2 separate regions of the Gossypium hirsutum genome follow, and region 1 is linked to region 2. Evidence: chromatin contacts called from public Hi-C data. All regions are on one chromosome and are shown on one strand. Each heading gives the region's core, a stretch centred on a gene start, on an enhancer-like site or on the middle of the called end of the contact. The rest is flanking DNA. Distances are from core to core; before and after follow the strand shown.

Region 1 (6,004 bases), core at 2,055-4,554, 190 kb after region 2:
GCAATTTCACTCTTTTCATTTCTTTTACGCACAAAAACCCATTTATATCCCACTGGTTTCACACCTGTAGGTATACGGACTACAGGTCCAAACACTTCTCTTTTCGCTAGCGATTTCAATTATTTTCAATTGCTTCTTTCCATTTTGGCTAATCATCTCTTTGTTTACATTCCTCAATCAATTTTGGTTCATAATCTTTTTTATTATTTATAACATCTAGTGCTACAGTGCATGCAAAAATATCATCGACGTCAATTTGATTTCGGTTCCATTTTATACCGGACATGACATAATTAATAGAGATCTCTTCATTGTTAGGTACCTGATTTTCTTCTAAAACTATTCTTCCAATCATGTCTATAGTCTCTTCAGGAGATCCTGGTATAATCATTTTTTCTTTGATTTCACCATCATTAATCTTTGCTCCTTTCTTTTTTCAAGGATTCTTATCTTTAGAACCAATTGGTCTACCACGCTTCAGGCGTGTATTAGATTCAATAGCAACTAGATTTTGTCCTTCTGGGACATTAAGTTTTATTGGAGCATTTACAGCTAGTATATGTGACTTAGTCACTTTCTTTGGGTCAGAAAATGCGTCTGGCAATTCATTAGCTAAACTTTGTAAATGAATAATCTGTTGAACTTCTAAATCACATTGCTTAGTTCGAGGATCTAGATGAGCTAATGACAACTCTTTCTAACTAATTTTCTTATCCAGCTGTTTGATTTCTCCCCCTAATGTTGGAAAAATTGACTCGTCAAAATGACAATCTGCAAAACGAGCCGTAAATAGATTCCCTGTAGATGGTTCTAGATATTTAATTATGGATAGGGATTCAAATCCAACATATATACCCAACCTTCTTTGAGGTCCCATCTTAGTTCTATGTGGTGGAGCAATTGGAATATATACGGCACATCCAAATGTTCTTAGATGGGAAATATTTCATTCCTGACCATGAACTATTTGTAAGGGGGAGACTTTATGATAACTTGTTGGCCTGATGCAAATTAATGCAGCTGCATGTAAAATTGCATGCCCCCAAGCAGTGATTGGGAGTTTTGATTTCATAAGTAATGGCCTTGCTATCAATTGAAGTTGTTTTATTAAAGATTCTGCTAGACCATTTTGTGTGTGAACATGAGCTACAGGATGTTCAACACTTATTCCAATGGACATGCAATAGTTATTAAAAGACTGAGAAGTAAATTCACCAGCATTATCAAGACGGATGGTCTTAATAGGAAAATCTGGGAAATGGGCTCGTAATCGAATCAATTGAGCAAGCAATCTCGCAAACGCCAGGTTGCAAGTTGATAACAAAGATACATGAGACCATCTACTCGATGCATCGATTAAAACCATAAAGTACCTAAATGGTCCACATGAGGGATGTATAGGCCCACATATATCCCCTTGAATTCGCTCAAGAAAAGTAAGTGGTTCATTATTTATCTTAGCTGGTGATGGTCGGATTATTAATTTCCTCAGTGAACATGCAGCACATGTAATGTTTTGAAGAATCTGCTGGCTCTTCAATGAATGTCCACATGAATTTTCAATTATTTTTCGCATCATTATTGAACCGGGATGGCCTAACCGGTCATGTCAAAGAACAAAGTCATTAGTAAACTTCTGGTTTGCTATAGCATGTGTTTCTATAGAACTGATCTTTGTGTAGTACAAACCAGTAAAGAATGCAGGCAATTTCTCAACAATTTGTTTATTGCATTGAGCAATACTCATAATTTGAAGGAATTCACAATTTCCTTCGTTTAAAGTCTCAATATGATATCCATTTTGGCGAATATCTTTAAACCTCAATAAATTTCTTTGAGACTTAGGGGAGTATAATGCATTAATAATTTCAATTTTTGTTCCCCTTGGTAATAAAATAATTGCTCTTCCGGAGCCTTCTATAAAAGTTGTACTACCAGATATAGTGCTCACACTTTCTTCTTTCATTATTAAATGAGAAAAATATCTCTTGTCTTTCAGTATGGTGTGAGTAGTTGCACTGTCTGCTAGACATATATTTTCACCATTCATAGCTGATTGCCTTTGCGAGATTATGTTCTTCAAAGAAACAACATAACCACAAAATGTCACACATAATGGTTAAAATAGGTATTCAAAGTTCAAATTACTAAAAGGTCTATAAAACAAAATTATCACATAAAACATAGCACTAGTAAAGGTCATAACATCATTATTAAAGTTGCTAAGTGAAACATAGAGTAGTAGAGGTTTATTTTATTATTTATCGAAATTTGTGGCCTTAATAATTTCCTTCAGGGGTAGAAAGAAAATCAGCCACTTCTAAATGGGTTGCATTGCCATCATCAAAATCACCTTCGCCATCTTTATACACAAGATTGGTTTCTACTTTCTTTCCCTTCTGTTTTATGGACTGCTGATAAAGATCAACTAGATACTTTTGTGTGCGACACATACGAGACTAATGTCCTTTTCCTCCACAACTATAGCATACATGAGTCACATTTTCACCTTTTTCTTTCTTTTCACTGTTACCATTTTTCCGATCCCACTTCTGGTAGGAATGTGAATTTTTAAAATGACCACCTCGACCATATCCATATCTATGTCTGCGGCCACGCCCTTGGCCACGACCACGGCCACGGCCACGCACACTACTATTTGCATGGTGTGTTTCTTTTAATTCTTGCCCATTATGTAAACTCACATTCGCTTCAGGGAATGGAGTAGAGCCAGTTGGGCGTAATTCATGGTTTTTCATTAGCAGCTCGTTGTTTTGCTCCGCCACTAGGAGACAAGAAATTAATTCAGAATATTTCTGGAAGCCTTTTTCACGATATTGTGTCTGCAGGACAACATTATTTACATGGAAAGTTGAGTATGTTTTTTCTAACATTTCTGCATCAGTAATATTCTCTGCACATAAATTCAATTGTGAAGTGATTTTGAACATGGCCGAGTTATAATCACTAACAGACTTAAAGTCTTGCAATCTTAAATTCAGCCACTCATAACGAGCTTTAGGCAAAATCACAATTTTATGATGGTCATATCTTTCCTTTAGATTGGCCCAAAGAATTTGAGGGTCCTTAACAGTCAAATATTCGGTCTTTAGACCTTCATGGAGGTGATAGCGAAGGAAAATCATCGCATTGGCCTTATCTTGTGTACTTTCTTCATTTCCCTCCTTAATAGTCTCATTAAGACCCTTTGCATCTAAGTGAATTTCAACATCTAGTACCCATGATAAATAGTTATTTCCAGTGATGTCCAGATCCACAAATTCGAGTTTTGTAAGATTTGACATTATAAACTATAAGACAAAATATACAAGTCCATAATGTAAAATAAAGCATGTTAATATGCAAATGAAATAACACATATGCAAATGAAATAGATCAACTTGTTACCATTACTTCACCTAAGCGTCCTTCGGCAATCTTTAAGGAAAAATTTGTTGGCCTTGATTTCTTGTATTAGAGACTCGTGCTGATAATGTGTTGTGAAATAATAAAGAAAGAATAAACTAAAATGTGATAGAAGAAAGAGTGTAGAGAGAATATAGAAAAGAGAGTGTATCTTTATATATATATATATATATTTTCATGAGTATATGAGCCTCATATATATAGGGGTTAAAAGTAACTCTCTAATTATTATAGGGCATGTAAAGGGTCATGACCTTTTATCTCCCATATTAATAGGGTATAGGAAAAATCTCATAACTTATGGGGTATAGGAAGAGTTTTATAACTTATGGGGTTGATAATGACATCCACATAAATATTTCATAACAAAAACACATATTTATAAATTAAAAAAATCATAATTATGTAAACAAAATTTAAAAAAAAAACATAAAAGTTGGTAATAAACAAAACACGTACTTGATACTGTGTGAACTGATAACTGATACATATGGATATAAATGCTTAACCACATCTATAAAAGTAGATTTTTCTGTATTTATTAACACTGGCTTGGTGCTTCCGAAAGGAGGAGATTGAAATGCTTAATAGCAGGCAGCTATTGCTCTATATTATGTGAAGCCTACAAAATTGTTGTAAAGCCCAGAGAAGAAATGCAGATAAAATTAAGGAGCCCCTTAACCTTATACAAAACTGAAAATCTGATCCATTCCTTCCACTTTAAAATGGTGGTAACCATGTCATGCCAACGGGGCTTCTTACTTTCTTTGTGTATTATTGGCTTTTATGAAAAATAGATTGTAGTTGCAAACCTTGACTGAGCTGAATAGATCTCATCTCCTCACCATTTATCAGAACAGAATCTGACACCGTTAAGAAGAATTGAAATGATGATCCATGGTTTGAAGTCCGAATAATACCCTATTGTATTCATACAGACATCATTTAGGAAGAACATGATCTGGTCCTTCAAGATTGAAAAGAACAGAATCTGACACCGTTGAGAAGAATTGAAATGATGATCCATGGTTTGAAGTCTGAAGAATACTCTATTGTATTCATACAGACATCATTTAAGAAGAACATGATCTGGTCCGTCAAGATTGAAAAACAAACTTTGTTTCTACTCTATTAATTGGTTGAAACCTGTGTGGCTTTGACGTGATGGAGTGAGTTCTCAATATGTATAGTCACGGAAAAGCCCATACAAAATTCAGGTTCCTAAGGCCAACTAAACCCAAAAGTTTGGTGTCTTAAGAACCTAGTTAGAACAACCCAATGACAAACGAAATCATCTTTGATCTTCAGATGAACTGTGCAAATGGCGGATCGTATGCCTCCATCAATATGGATACATGGATCATTCCTTGATTAAATTACCGTCTCCACTTTTTGCTCATTTCTGGACTCTTTGTTTTTTAAACTAATTCTATAATATTAAAAAAAAATTAAATATCAGATTATTTAGGAGAATGACCTAAAATCTACAGTGAAATTGGGTGCAGTAAAATATGGAAAGCAAAATTAATTTCAGCAGCAAAATATGTAAAATATGATGTAAAAGAAAGGAAAGAAAGAAAATTCTATTTGGGTTTGAAGAGGAAACAAAATTCTAGTTCAATTGGGGAAAGTTGGATTAAATATCTAGGGCTTAGGAATCCTAGGGCAGCAGGAGTAATTTTCTTAAAGTTTTGGGCCAAAATTTAAAGAAAAATTTGAAAGAAACGGTTTTGAGGATGGGGTGGCTCGAACTCAAGTATGCAATGGGACAAAAAGCAAGCTTAATCATTAACTTGTTGCCCATACTTACTAAATATTCACTCCCAATAATGTTTGTTTTAGTGTGATTTTTCATTCTAATTTACTAATAAATAAATAAAAACAAAGAAATGAGAGAGGAGTAATATAACCTAGAACTAGGAAGTGTACCAACTACTTAACCATAAAACCTACATCAATTGCTTGATTATTTATTTCAATTAACTGCTTATTTTTTGGGGCATGACATTGAGAATTATTTTAAAAAACAAACTAATGGTGTGTTTGGATGAAATATTTATAAATAAAAAAAAAACACTAAGGAGAAATTTCATTTACATCAATATTTTCTAAATCATAAAAATGAATTACTTATTTTGGATAAAAATATCAAACAATTTCAAAATTAGTGATTAATTTCAAGAAAGAGTTTCAATAGCTCAATTTCTTTTTTTCAAATTCTAGCTCGTTTTCAAAATTCCTCCTAAATTTATTTTATGTAATAAACATGGTTACACTATAAAATAAAAAAATCAATTTCAAAAATCATTTTTATTTATTCTAATATATATTTTTAAGATTTATTTTATTAAAAATATTTATAATTTTTTACAAAAACAATGATATCCATATTGATTTTTTTTACATTTTTTATTTTTAATATAATTAATTCTTTTTTATAATTTGTGAAATTTCAGCAACCTAATTTTTTTTTAAATCAATTATTTATCCAAAAAACCAATTATTAATGCTAGCATTTTGAATTAATGAATTCTAAAATATTAGCATTTTAAAATTTTCAAAAAATTTAAAATTCTTC
Region 2 (6,484 bases), core at 1,564-4,063:
CTGACCCCATCTTCCCTAACAACAAGCTCACGGGCACCGATGTTGGGTACCCTGGTGGGCTGTGGTTCGACCCTCTAGGTTGGGGAACTGGTTCCCCTGAGAAGATCAAGGAGTTGAGGACTAAAGAGATCAAGAATGGTCGATTGGCTATGTTGGCGGTAATGGGTGCTTGGTTCCAACACATCTATACTGGCACTGGACCCATTGACAACCTTTTCGACCACCTCGCCGATCCTGGTCACGCCACCATTTTTGCTGTAAGTTCATCCCCTCAAAAACCAATTCCATTTGTAGTGTTTAGTTTCAGTTTGGATAGATTATTCAATTTGAATCGGTTTTGGTTGAATTATTATTCAAATATGTTCTATTTGGTTATGTTTTTTATTCAGAGGTTAAAGCTTTAGGAGTTAATGCCATATATAGATGCTGTCAATAAACACCTTTACTTTGAATCAAATTTGTTGTCTTCCTAAGCGTTGGACTAACTGGTGTTGGTTGTCCATGTCAGGCTTTCACTCCCAAGTGAGACACAATTAAGAGACAACCTTTAAGAGCGATTAAAATGTTGGGATGACAACGATGATCATACCATTCCTTACGTCGGAAGAAGAGCGGAAGACTTGTAATGTTGTGGGGGAATGTTTGTATTAGTAGAAACTGTAATGCCTCTTTTTGTATTGTAGATGTTATAGTGATGAACAAATATTTGTGTGGAATTAGATGCAATGAATTTTATTTATTCAGGTTTATAAACATTTATGAACTCCAAAGCCCAACAAATGCTGGTAAATAAATCAGCTTTTCTTTCCTTCATTCATACCTACGTACATACATGCATACAGGGATGTGGCGTAGATGTATAAAAAGGTGGTGTTTTTTTTATACAATGTGTAGAACTAGATTCTTTTCTCACCTTTAAATAAAAGGTTAGATTAGATGTGTTTCAATCCACGTCCTCTTACTTTAATAATAATATTGATGTCGACTAAACTAAAACTCAATTGACAAAAAAAAAACCTTAAAATTCTTTTATATTATAATTTATTTATTTATTAAAAAAATAACATTTTAATTATTCGACAACTAAATTTGACTCAATTCATAATATATTAGAAGAACCGTAGCCATTACTAAGAGTAGATTAGGGATGCAAAGAAAAAGGAGATAGGGGGCTTAAGGTGACTGAGAATATTGAGAAATTAGGATGCATGTATTATAGTAGCAATCTGACTTAGTCGCAAAAACCTAGTCCACTATGAAGCTTCCATTATTAAATAAGGTCGGTCATATTATATGCACTTGGACTCTGCCTTGACTTGGTCTCCTCTCTTTCTTTGCTTAAAATTAATAATAATAATAAACAACTGTTATTTCTTTAACAACTTATAACTTAACTGCTAATGTTTTTATAACTCAATCAGATGAAATGGAGTGAATGAGCATCCCTCCCTAATATTTGAGACCACTCAGCTAGTCTGCATTATGTGGATACTTGGTCAACAAAAGCATCAGCTTTTCAGCATTAAGATTTAAGCCTATTAGGCCATTTCAATGTCTGCGCCATCATGCATGCCCTGATAAGTTGCCATGCAACAAATCTTATATTAAGCTCTTCTTCCATAAAAAAAAAACAAATAGTTTAAATAGTAAATATCTATAAATCTTAATTACTAGAGCAACAAGTTTGGCATTCTTGTGCATTATTATATTCCCCACCAAATGAATTTTAGAAACAACTACCAATATCCAAACATCCCACAATGTGGTGCATTATTTTTGCTTCTTAATCTTTCATTCTTCACTTGAATTCGTCAACTTCACTTCACAATATATAAAGAAGAAAAGAAAAAGAACTTTTCAACTATAATTTTTTAATAATTCAAATGCTGATAGGAAGACCCATTTTATATAACTCATGGAATTCGAATTCTTGCCAAGGATGAATTTCTTTACAAATAATTCTCTAATTTCCGAAAAAAAAAAGCACTATAATTTTGCATTAAAAAACTAGTTAGCTTAAGCGTAGTTAAAATCATCAAGAAATACCATACAGGTAAGCAAGCTATAAATTCAGTTTGAAGTTTGATAAGAATCTGAATAGAGTGATTGCAATACAAGATTTTAAGATGCTAACCTCCCCTATCTCTCTCTTCCACTCTCATATATATATTTCACAATAAAATTCCTAAAAATATATATATATAGATCAATTTATAGTAAGCTAAGAGTTCTTACGACTGTCGTGATTCAAGGACAGCAAAATCTCGATAATTAGAAGCTTCGATTGGTTGGTTGACGCACAATGAGTTGGACCGGAATGGGGCGGCCCGTACCTGATCCGCCGCAACTGCTACAAGCCCTGCGACCCGACCCCGAGCAAGTCCGACAACCGACATCGCCATCCGACCAGCGGGAACAAATACACGAGACACGCCCTGTGCCGTTGCAAGTGGGGCATCTCTGGAACGGTCCGGCCATGGGTTTCTGGTCCATGACCGATTTGACAAAAACGGCCCCGGCCAATACACCCAAACCGGTAGCCATCTGGGTCAACACGATGGGAACCATAACGTCTAAAGATGGATAGTAGGGGAGGGAAGGAAGAGATAAAAGGAAAGAGGAAATTGTGAGATCTTTTTCTTGGTGGGAAGAGTATAAAGGAAAGAAGTGGTGTGGAAATTATACACGTATTCGATGCTTTGAGGGTTTGAGTTCTTGACGTTAGTGCTTAGCCGAAATTGATTTTTATTTTGACCGGGTAGCCTAGAGCTTGGGCTTGCGGATTGCCTGACGTTGCTTATTTCCCTTCGCTTCTTTGGAGATGATGGACCGCCACTAGCAATTAAGGACGTCCCCAAATTTTCTTTTTGAAAAGTTTTTTTTTTAAATATCCAAAAGTTTTTTATAGAAAAATGAATTTAAGTAGATTTTTTAAAAAATTACAGGATTAGACCGAAATTTTTTCATAACCAACGACTCCCCACCCCAGCGGCTATTTCAATAGCCGTTTAACCCCATCCAAATATTAGTCTTTATTTTCTATTTAAACCCTTAATTCTATTCATTTTTTAAATCAATCTCAATTAATCTTTCTCTCACATTCTTAAATCTCTCTCAAATTTGTTTGGATGGCGAGCACATTTCGGTCGATCAATTGCAAATGGTAAGGGTTTTTTTTATATTTAATCTAATTTAATTTAAATATTTTGTTGTTATATTGAAATTTGATATTTTGTATTTTTATATATATAATCGGAAGATCAGATTTCAGAAACATATATTTGTATTTGACTTGCTCCTCCAATGTCTTTAATTGAACCACATTGGAGAGATGCATGATTTTTACATGTGGCACGTACGAGTAGGAGTATAAATTGGATGCCACACTTGTAAGCGTGTTGGTGGAAAGGTGGAGACTCAAGATGCAAACATTTCATCTTCCATGCGGCGAGTGTACTATCACACTCGAGTACATGTAGTTACAACTCAGGTTAATGGTGGATTGGCCGATAGTGACTGGGTTAGATGTCGCAGCCGATTAAAAAGATATATGCAAAAATCTTTTAGGGAAGGTTCCAGACACGATTTATAGAGCTCAGATAGATATGAACTGGTTGAAAAGAAATTTTGGTGGGCTCAATGCGGAATTGAATAAAGTTGAAAAAGAACAAAACTCTTGGGCGTACATCTTTATGATTATCAGAAGTCTCCTAATGCATGATAAATAATGAAATCTTGTATATTTAAAGTGGGTGCTAAAATTCTTGGACTTTAGAGAAGCGCACAAACTCATATACACCATTGTGGCACACATTTTGCTCGACAATATGTTAAATAGATTTAAATATTATATTATATTAAAAAAATCTAATAGAAAAGATATGTCCTATATTTGAAGCTTTACTCGGGAATTAATTGGATTTCCCATACCTCACATAAAGAATATTGAACATAAAATCTTAAAGCTCCTTGGACCTTTCCTTACTATTAACTCAAGCTTTCATCTGCCACATTTCCATTATCCTTATATGGTAATTATCTATTAGATATTTTCTAATAATCTTAATAAAAAACGTATATGGATGCATTAATAGATACTTATTTAATATTTAATTTAGTTTGTAATTAAATTAATTATAATGCAACAAAAAGAATCTATAATTTTAATAAATAAAATTATTAAGAGAGAATCCCGAATCTCAAATATAAGATGAAAAAATCAAAAAAAATTCTAAGTCAGGCGGAAGAAGTAGTTAAGATGAAGGCATTATTAGGTAAAGAAATAACAAGAAAAGGAAGAGTTGTGGAAACCTAAGAGAAAAACGCCATGCAACCATTTTATATTTGGACACGTGGGGGTTTTGTGTAAAGAAATCTGGAGATGTGAAAGAAAGAAAGAAAGAAGAAGGCAGCTGTTGGCTCTACTTTATTGGAAATCCATTCTTGCTATACAATGCCAAAGTCGTCACGTTTTTTATGTTTATTATTGTCATAAGTCTTACACAACATTTTACTATTTTTATATCCTATTTTATTTTAATTATTAATTTACTTATTTGCTTAAAATGAAAATTGTAATATAAATATTAGATTGCAGTAGCCATTACGATTTGATATTGTAAAAATTGTGCAAACCAAATAAAGAACATTAAATTTTGTTTACGTAGTTCGGTTTTCCTACATCTGCGAAGCTTAACATAATTAGTAGTTCTACTATCTTTAATCCACAATACAGCAAGTGATTCACACTCTATCACTCTCTCCTTGTATAGGGATCTTCCTTTTGTACTTAAAGATTAGAACATTCACCTCCCCTGAGAACTTGGGCGGTAAACACTCAACAATATTTACAATTCAGATTGCACACTCTCCCAAGATAGTTCCACGATGAACAAATTAGAATGCACTTAATAAGCTCTCATTACAAAACCTAGACAAGCCTCCAAGCATATATAAATTTTCGCTTGTTAACATAAAATCTAAGTTAATACAAAGTAACTCCTTGAAAATAGCTATTATATCAATAAACAATCAAAGCACAATCAATCGTATCTCCAAAATCAACAACACCACCTCGATCAAATCTTTACATTCCAAGCAGTTAATTGATTCACACGAATCCAAACCAATCTTCAAATGTCAAGGATTGATTTCTATAGATGGATCAAAGTAGTTTCAATAAAACAACATATTAACATATCCAAAAATTTTCCTCATTGAATTGTCAAATCAAATAAAACAAACTTTTTTTAATTAGTCCAATAGCAGTTTGTAGTTGACATTGTTGAGTGCCACTCAGTAACTCACTCATTTTGCCTCAACACTTTTTGGTTCTTATGTTTTTTTTTTCCAAATTGAAACTTATGTTTGGTTTCCGTTATACAAAGTGGTACTCGAAATTAACAATGTTAATTTTTCTATGTGGTCTAATGAACATTTGACACGTGGCAATGATGAAAAAATTATCAAAAATAAATTTGTAAAATTATAAAAAAATTATTTTATGTAAAAACTTATAATTTTTTTATCTTCATGTATTTTTTTTTATCTTCTATAAAAGTATACTTTGTAAAAATAATATTTATATTTACATAAGATATAATATTACCTAAAAATATTAGAGTATATTTTGTTTAAAGAAAATGATTTTTAAAAATTGATGAAAAATAGATTTCATTCAACAAAAACATTCGAATGCCAATACGATTTCATGTTTATTAAAAAATATTTTATTTTTAATATGTTCGGCAACTATTTTTTTTTAAATGTATATTCAGAAAAAGTTATAATTTTGGTGTATGAAAATGTTCTGTTTAAATCTTGAGTTGATAAATGCATTTGAGTAAAAACTCATTTAGTAACTATATAATTTGGAGGTAATTATGTAATTTTAAACAAAAAAAAAACTTTTAAATTTAATAATTTAAATTCCAACCATTTGATTTTTCACGTGTGAAATATTTAAAAGAGAACATGAAAAGTTTTTCTAATTTAATAATTTAAATTCAAACCATTATATTTATCTTGTGTCCAATAATTACAAGAGAACATGAAAAAGTTAACGCCATTAGTTTCAGGTAAAATATTGAGTAACAGAAATTTCAAGTTGAACAAAAAAAAATAGAGGTACCAAAATAAAAATCAAAGAAAAAAAATAGGTACCAAAAAGTATATCTATCTTAAAAAAATTAACATCATTAATTCTGGGTATTATTTTGTGTAATGAAAACCGAACATAAGCACCAATTTGACCAAAAAGAACATAAATACCAAAATGATTATTGAAGCCAAATACAAGTATCAAAAAGTATATTTATCTAAAAATTTACAATATTCATAAGCTAAACAAAGTCCCAAAGATGATTATTATGATTATTATAATAATTAGAAGGGTAAACCATGCCAACTTTCCTTAAACTTTTGTTTTAAATTATATTTCAATCACCTAACTTTCAAAATTAACATAATAGTTATTAATGTTATC

What was found. Hi-C and Micro-C count contacts between places; a contact is called where the count stands out from the background.
Region 1: a Hi-C map of leaf shows a contact between it and region 2, with 4 times the contacts expected there. The contact joins the promoter of LOC121211442 here to the promoter of LOC107898975 in region 2. A contact is called at or near these places in 9 of 34 Hi-C or Micro-C datasets (hypocotyl, leaf and petal).

The regions. Positions count from the first base shown.
Region 1 is chrA12:91,373,736-91,379,739 of Gossypium_hirsutum_v2.1, forward strand. It overlaps LOC121211442, which reads right to left and starts at 3,305. Exons shown (of 2, transcript XM_041084209.1): 1 at 2,493-3,305; 2 at 2,280-2,399. The coding sequence starts at 3,305. The coding sequence ends at 2,280.
Region 2 is chrA12:91,186,888-91,193,371 of Gossypium_hirsutum_v2.1, forward strand. LOC107898975 reads right to left here and starts at 2,814. Exons shown (of 2, transcript XM_016824554.2): 1 at 2,236-2,814; 2 at 509-1,574. The coding sequence starts at 2,568. The coding sequence ends at 2,272. It overlaps LOC107898966 (chlorophyll a-b binding protein 7, chloroplastic), which reads left to right. Exons shown (of 4, transcript XM_016824544.2): 3 at 1-257; 4 at 509-739. The coding sequence ends at 526.